2 separate regions of the Xenopus laevis genome follow, and region 1 is linked to region 2. The links are chromatin contacts, called in public Hi-C maps. All regions are on one chromosome and are shown on one strand. Each heading gives the region's core, a stretch centred on a gene start, on an enhancer-like site or on the middle of the called end of the contact. The rest is flanking DNA. Distances are from core to core; before and after follow the strand shown. Region 1 has its middle 180 kb from the start of bcl11a.L. Region 2 holds the start of bcl11a.L (BCL11A, BAF complex component L homeolog).

Region 1 (3,334 bases), core at 771-3,270, 180 kb before region 2:
AAATACATGCTGTCATATCTGTGCATTGATCCACAATGCAAATAAAAGATTAAGAAAAGTTGACCTTAAATATCAATATGATGTCTTCTTCAATATCTGTTTTGGAGATTCACACTCACACATAGTTAATAGTTAGGGAATTGGATGGGTTTTCTATCATCTTACCTGCCACCTAATTTTTGCTTCGAGGGCACACAAGAGCAGTTAGAACCTGTACAGGTATACAAGAAATTCATTTGGATCACAAATTGCAATTCATTTTCAATGATTCAGACTTTTCAGTGAAATGTGTCATTCTATGAATTTTTACATTTAAAAGACATTTGGAGAGAAGTCAAAGCCATAAATACAAGTAACTCGAGCACACGTAGCTGCTCAAGGGATTCCTCCCGTCTTTAATGTCAATCCAACAAATACAACGTTTTGGGGGCGTACCACTTCGTCAGGTCACCCTTGAGCAGTTACGTGCGCTGGAGTTACTTGTATTCATTGAAGTGTGGAGGGGCCGTCCTCCTATACCCCAGGCACTGTACGTGGTTAACTGAGAGGCCAGGTGTGCGTGTGCAATCTTTTGCCTAAGAAGGCAAAGCCATTCAAAATGAACATTAGATAATCCAAATTCCCTGGGCACAAGTAAAGCTGGCCATAGTTGTCGGGATCCTTTTGTTCACCCAATGTGACCACCCATGTGCTGAGCCAAATCAGATTGATCTGATCATTTGTTACCTGGATCAAAAACGGAATCATAATAGACCTGCCCAATAGATATCTCCCCCACAGCCATTGGACAGGCCATCAGTTTGTCCCTGTACAAGGTCGATGGAGCTAATGGTCTGGAGCTCTGAGTGAGGCAACTAAACAGCTTTAGCTTTAATATTTTACCTGGGAGATACATTGTTTGTTCAGGTTCTGCAGAGCAATTTACCTTATGCCTAAAAATTCAAGGATTCCTTGATAGATTTTGACATCAGCATATTTGAAAACAAAAAAATATTTTGGAAACCACAATGGCAGTTTATGCATCCACCTTGTTACAGGTTGGTAGAAGTGTTGGGTGAGTATTTACAGAAATAATGAAGATAGAGAACCAGTGTATGGAGTACATTAAGAGAGCGAGGCTTACCACTGTACACCCCAGACCTTCGGCAAATTCTCATTGGTACATTTGAGAGCTCCACCTGCTCATTTCCCATTGGATCTTTCTCCTTTAAATACTCTGTATGTAATACTCAATGTTCAGCCTATGACTAAGTGTCATTGGTAAACACGATACGCATCAGACCTTGGTTCTTAATTATGGAAAATAAAATGTAAAATGTTTACCATCTGACTTCTATTTGGTGTGGTCCAGGCTTGCACCAGCCTTCTTTGATGATTCTTTGATGATTCCTGAGTATTCATGGAACCCACTGGTCCACTGACAAAAAGTAGACACCAGTTACTACCCAACTCGATATAACTGGGAGCAGTGCTGGAGTCAGCAATGACCGGCATTCCTTCAATTCACTTTCAATACATTTTGAGCCCAGAGCCCTAATAACCAATGCTTTTCTGAGGGCAATAGGGACTGAATGTAAATCATACAATGAAATATACTGTATGAGTCTATCTGTTATTCTTTGATCATGATATCATGTAAGTATTTGCATTCAACTGATAGATGATATGTAACTCATTAATGATGGTCTAGAACATCCTAGAATGTTCAAGTTCTCTATGCAGGTCAGATTGTCAAAAATGTCTCATTGATGAATGAGCAACGCCTTAGGGGTGAAAAAAGGTAGAGATTTGTAGAAGGGAAAAAGTTGAATTGGCGAAATATTCAGGAGAACATCTGAGCAACTGAAATTTTGTTTTGTTGAGGATTTATTTCCCCTTTAAAATTTCTAGATAAGCACATTTGCTGCAATACCACATTCTACCAGCAGATGTCAATAATATCTGTTCCTTTCACTGTTCTCAGTAGGTGAAAATAAGGTATGCTCATGAATGTATGTGTGTGTGGAGGGGGTAAGTGTGTTGCATGAAACTATGGCAGACAGTGCACTGAAAGTTTCTCTGAATCCATAAATCATATGGAGGCTCCTCTGTGACATTGTTAGATAAAAACTTTAAATGGAATCTCCCAACTTCTCCTGTGTTTAAAAGACACTGCGGGGCTGCAGATTCAGCCCTAGGCTAATTACTACGTCTGCTGTTTTTTTATTATCATTTTAAATAGCATTATTTCTTCCAACTAATTATGGAGAGAATTGCATACATGCATACATACATAAGTGAGGAAAGTGGAGTGGATGTTCACCTTGTTGTTGGGCTTCACTGTGCTTTTATTTGAACACGGTTCCTCTTTACACATGAGCCATGGTATGTTTTCACAGTATATATTCACAAGGGAGCAGGCGGAATGTTTCTGTAAGCATGCTGAGTAGCTTTCCACAATGAAAAAAAAAAAAAAAAAAAGAATTAGAGAGGGATTTAAAAAGTTTATGGATGTGTTTAATTTCCCCTTTCCTTAACCACCAGATTCCAGTTTACCCTAAAAACACAACACTCTCCCTGGCACATGGGAAAATCAAAATGTAAATATGGCAATGAGGAAAGGTAAAACAAGTAGGTTATTGTAGAATTTCTGCAATGAGTTGTTTTTTTTTTCTCTCTCTTTTTTTTCTCCTTGAGCTTCCTGGTTGGTCAGGGCTGGCCTCACAAAAGGGTGTTCGTTCATGTCCAGACACATTGCAGACTTCTGGCAAAATAGCCCAAGCTCACGAAAATTTACACAGCTCTGGCACGAAGCCGAGTATACAAACAAAAGGTAACTTGGACTGTCTTGTGTTACAAATGCCATTTTTGGCGGTAATGGGGCTCCCTGGCTCTGTTTGAAGGGTCAGGGCTGTTGAAAGGAAAAACAGTCAGAGTAAAGAGAGAGCAATTCATGTAATTATATCTGTTAGATGACTCCCAACCACTGTTCTTACTATGGCTTTGCTGCTCCATGACTGGGGACTTGTGACTGTGGCTGTAACACTAAACTCACATTCACTTTCACTGATTTCTAACACGTTTCTCTAATAAAAGTGACCAATAATAACATGTGCCAATGGTGGTGTTAAAGAAGAGGGTTTTAAACAGATCAATGTACTTTTTATGTAAAATCGTTTTATAGTAAAACTGTCCTTTGCGTTTCAATATTGCACTGCTTTGATATCTATGCCCTGGATGGTTTCTTGCCCCTGTGTTCCCATAGGCTTCCATTTGAACCTTCTATCTATGCCATCAAGCAGCTTGAGTCTCTCACTACCTGGCACTTGATCTAAACTCAGGCACATGATATAAA
Region 2 (3,688 bases), core at 502-3,001:
AGCAAAATATGACCATGTAACAAAGACAAGGAACAATAACTAAAAATATGAAATGCTATTCCCACAGGACTGGGTCATGCTATGGGGTTGTCTATGCTATCCTGCATTGTGAATGCGATAAGTTGCTAATATCTACATTTATAAAAAGCGTTAACAGACAAAAGGAAACAGAATCTGAACTGAAGCACAACAAAATGATCCAAATGCGAAAAAACGACAGGTAAAATGACTTTCACCTCCGGTCAGGCCGGTACCTGAAGGGGTCGAATAGATTTATGGAATGAGAGAAAGGTGTCATGGGGAATCTATGATTAGCAACAACGAGAAAAGATGTAAAGAAGTACATTTTTCACCACAATACATTAATGTCGTGACAATATGGATATATAGATGACATAAATGAGTCTGGAACCTATTCAGATCTGACCAAGGAAATCTGCCCTGTACGTTCACACACGTTATTTATTTATTTTTTACTCGAAGCGGCGAAAGGTGCTCCGCACCAAAAGTCAAACGACACGACAGCTTGCTTCGAGAACCTTTTCAGAGTCACAAAGTGACAGACAATTTGAATTCTTTCACGGCCGAGCTACCTCTTCATTGCTTTTTTTGTGTGTGTGTGTGTGTATGCGAGTGTGTGTGTGCGTTTCTTTTCTTTCTGGAGATTATTTTGCTTTTCCTGTCCTCAGTTGTTGGCAGGAGGCTCTGCACACGCGGTGCTTGTAAACATTCAGACACGAGATTTTTCCCAATCAAAATCCACTTCCACTTTTTTTTTTTTTTTTTTGAAAATCTTCCAAAAAATAGTAAGCGAGAGAGAGAGAGAAAGAGAGAGAGCGAGTGAAAGAGAAAGAGAGGGGGAAAAGGAAGGGATTTCCTCTGCCGGTGGTGAAGGAGGAGAAGGAGAAGAAAAAAAAGTTTTGAAAGAAGAATGAGATTTCTTTGGAAGGGGAAAAACAACAGCGGCCACAGAGGAGATTCCCTCTTGCAGCACGGAGTTCATAGAGCAGCCTAGACAGCATGCAATGCCTCATGTCTGCAGCAAGCCAAAAAAAAAAAAAAGCACCCATCTCTTCCTAAACCTTACACCTTGTGGGTGATTGCTTTCAAGTTCAATTAAAAGAAGAAGTAGAAAGACCTTACTATTTCTTTTATCTGCATGATCCCTGCTCTATGTCCACTCTCACCTCCCTCTCTCTGTGTCTCTGCAAGATTTGGGGTTTTAATCCCCCCTGCCAGAATCTTCCTTCTTTTTCTGCAAAGAAAAAGTATTTTGCAGTCTACTTCTGAAGACACGAGAGGCTGAAAGTCAGGAAGATTCTTTGATTTCCCTGCCCTCGTTTGTTGTGAGTGGTTTTCTGGTGCTATCACCTTTGCAGTGAAGCTGTGGGCAGCTGTGTGTGTGTGAGCAGGTAAGAGTGGGGATCGGGCGAGCTACTTACGTGAGTATTCCCGTTTGCTTAAGTGCTGCGGCTTGCCTTGCTTGCGGCGAGACATGTTGGTCGGTGGGTGGCTCGTGAGAGCTCGGTTCACATCGGGAGAGCGGGGTTAGAAAGAAGGAGACTCCAGAGAAAATATCTTCATCAAATGCCTTTGACATCCAAAATAAATTAGAAATAATACAAAGATGGTGCGGGGAAGATGAATTGTGGGACAAGCCGTCATGACATTTTTTTTTTTTTTTTTTTAGAGGGGGGTGAAAAAAAGGAGAGTGAGCGAGAGAGAGATAGAGAAGGAGAGAAATGAAAAAAATGGCAAAAGCCCCCCTGAGCTGCAAGTTCAAGTGCGGACGTGACGTCCCTGCAAACTTGAACGTCAGGAGCTGGATGGACAGAGACATAGAAAACATGGGCAGGGCCAGTGGGAGAGAAGGGGAGGAGGGAAGGCAAAACCAATGGACATTCATAAGGGGCTGGACAGGAAAATGAGACCCGGGCAAAGCCAATGGCCAGTGATGAGAAGGAGAGGGGGGTGGCAATGAGGGCACACACGGTTACAAGGGGGAGGGGAGGGCTACACACAAGCTGCTGCTGCTGCTGCTGATTGAAAGGGAGAGGGGGGAAAAGAAATAAGGCGAGAGCTGGAATGTGATCCCGCTGTGGAGATAACACAGAGCTAAGAGATCACAGCCCCCTGTCACACACTCACAAAGTCACTGTTTCCTACGGGCCTCGGACCATCCCAAAGAGCATGGGGGGGAGTGAATGTACAAGAAGCAAAGAGAACGCGGGAGAAGAATCACCTCACGGGGTTATAAGATGGTCCGGAGGGGCACCACAAACACACACACACACACGGGCTGGGGAGGTCAGTCAGGAGAATGGTGCTTGATGGGTCCAGTAGAAGGAACTGTGAAGAAGGAGCCGCCAGGGCTGTGGGGAAGGGAAGTTCGAGGCAAAGCGCAAGACCAGGGAGGGTGGTTTATGAAGTTGTTGCGGGAAGAAGTGACTAAGGCGCTGATGGTACAAGACAGGTATTAATATTTAGCAGAAGCACTTGTTTAGAAGGCGTCTCCGGGAATGTGCAGCGCTGCGCGATAGATAGGGCCGGGGGTGGGTGAGGATACAATACACTGGGCTGCTGCTGCTGCTACACTATCAACATGATCCCACTGTAACCAACACACACACACAGGCTAGTCACACGGACACACACAGTGACACACATACACAAGCCAGTCACACACACACACAGTGACACACATACACAAGCCAGTCACACACACAGGCTAGTCACACTGACACACACAGTGACACACATACACAAGCCAGTGACACACATACACAGGCTACTCACACTCACACTGATACACACAGTGACACTCATACACAAGTCAGTGACACACACATAGGCTAGTCACACTGACACACACAGTGACACACATACACAAGCCAGTGACACACATATACACACAGGCTAGTCACACATACACAAGCCAGTCACACACATACACACAGGCTAGTCACACACAGTGACACACATATACATACACAAGCCAGTGAGACACATACACACAAGTCAGTGACACTGACACACAGGCCAGTGATACACAAGCCAGTGACACACACACACATACACATACACATACACAAGCCAGCAGTGACACACACATACACACACACAGGCCAGTGACACACACACAGGCCAGTGACACACAATGAGGAGACAGCAGGGGCATGGCAGTTCACTCAAGTGCACGATTTAACCTCTTAGATGCCAGCAGGGAAGTCTGTTGAAGTCTATGGAAAACAACTGAATTGCCCTGATGGCATCTTGGCTGGGTTTAGGGCAGGGCAAAAAGGGGCATTTGTTGGCAGCTGTAGTTAAAGCACCATAGTTGTTGGGCTACAGGTTACACACCCCTGATTTATTTTACCCCCCTCCCGTCCATTCTGCTTAAATGCTTTTTGTGTCTTGATGGGCTTTAACGTGTCACTGATATTATTAATGCATATTTGGAATTAGAAATATAAAACCTGGCCAATAAAGGGGAACTTGTAACTTGACTTCCAGTAATGTTCCCCTAAGACTGCGGCACATGGAGTTTTCCTAATGTGACTCGTAGAAAAGAAGCGCCTCTAAAACCCCGTCTATTGCTGGGGGTAATTTCCAACTGACTAATGTGAGTCACAGGAACTAGTCTTCAATTAACCCCATCAAAATGGCCCTTTACCTGCAATTTCACTAA

The links. Hi-C and Micro-C count contacts between places; a contact is called where the count stands out from the background.
Region 1: a Hi-C map of the XL177 cell line shows a contact between it and region 2, with 4 times the contacts expected there. The contact joins the enhancer-like site here to the promoter of bcl11a.L in region 2. A contact is called at or near these places in 3 of 4 Hi-C or Micro-C datasets (the XL177 cell line, the XTC cell line and animal cap).

What each region holds. Positions count from the first base shown.
Region 1 is chr5L:33,183,032-33,186,365 of Xenopus_laevis_v10.1, reverse strand. No RefSeq gene overlaps it. Among protein-coding and RNA genes, the nearest start is that of bcl11a.L, 180 kb to the right of the region's middle. Within about 2 kb of position 2,020, at least 1 of the 7 cell types and tissues checked has an H3K27ac peak or open chromatin away from gene starts, as enhancers often do.
Region 2 is chr5L:33,001,685-33,005,372 of Xenopus_laevis_v10.1, reverse strand. It overlaps bcl11a.L (BCL11A, BAF complex component L homeolog), which reads right to left and starts at 1,751. Exons shown (of 4, transcript NM_001089877.1): 1 at 1,443-1,751. The coding sequence starts at 1,497.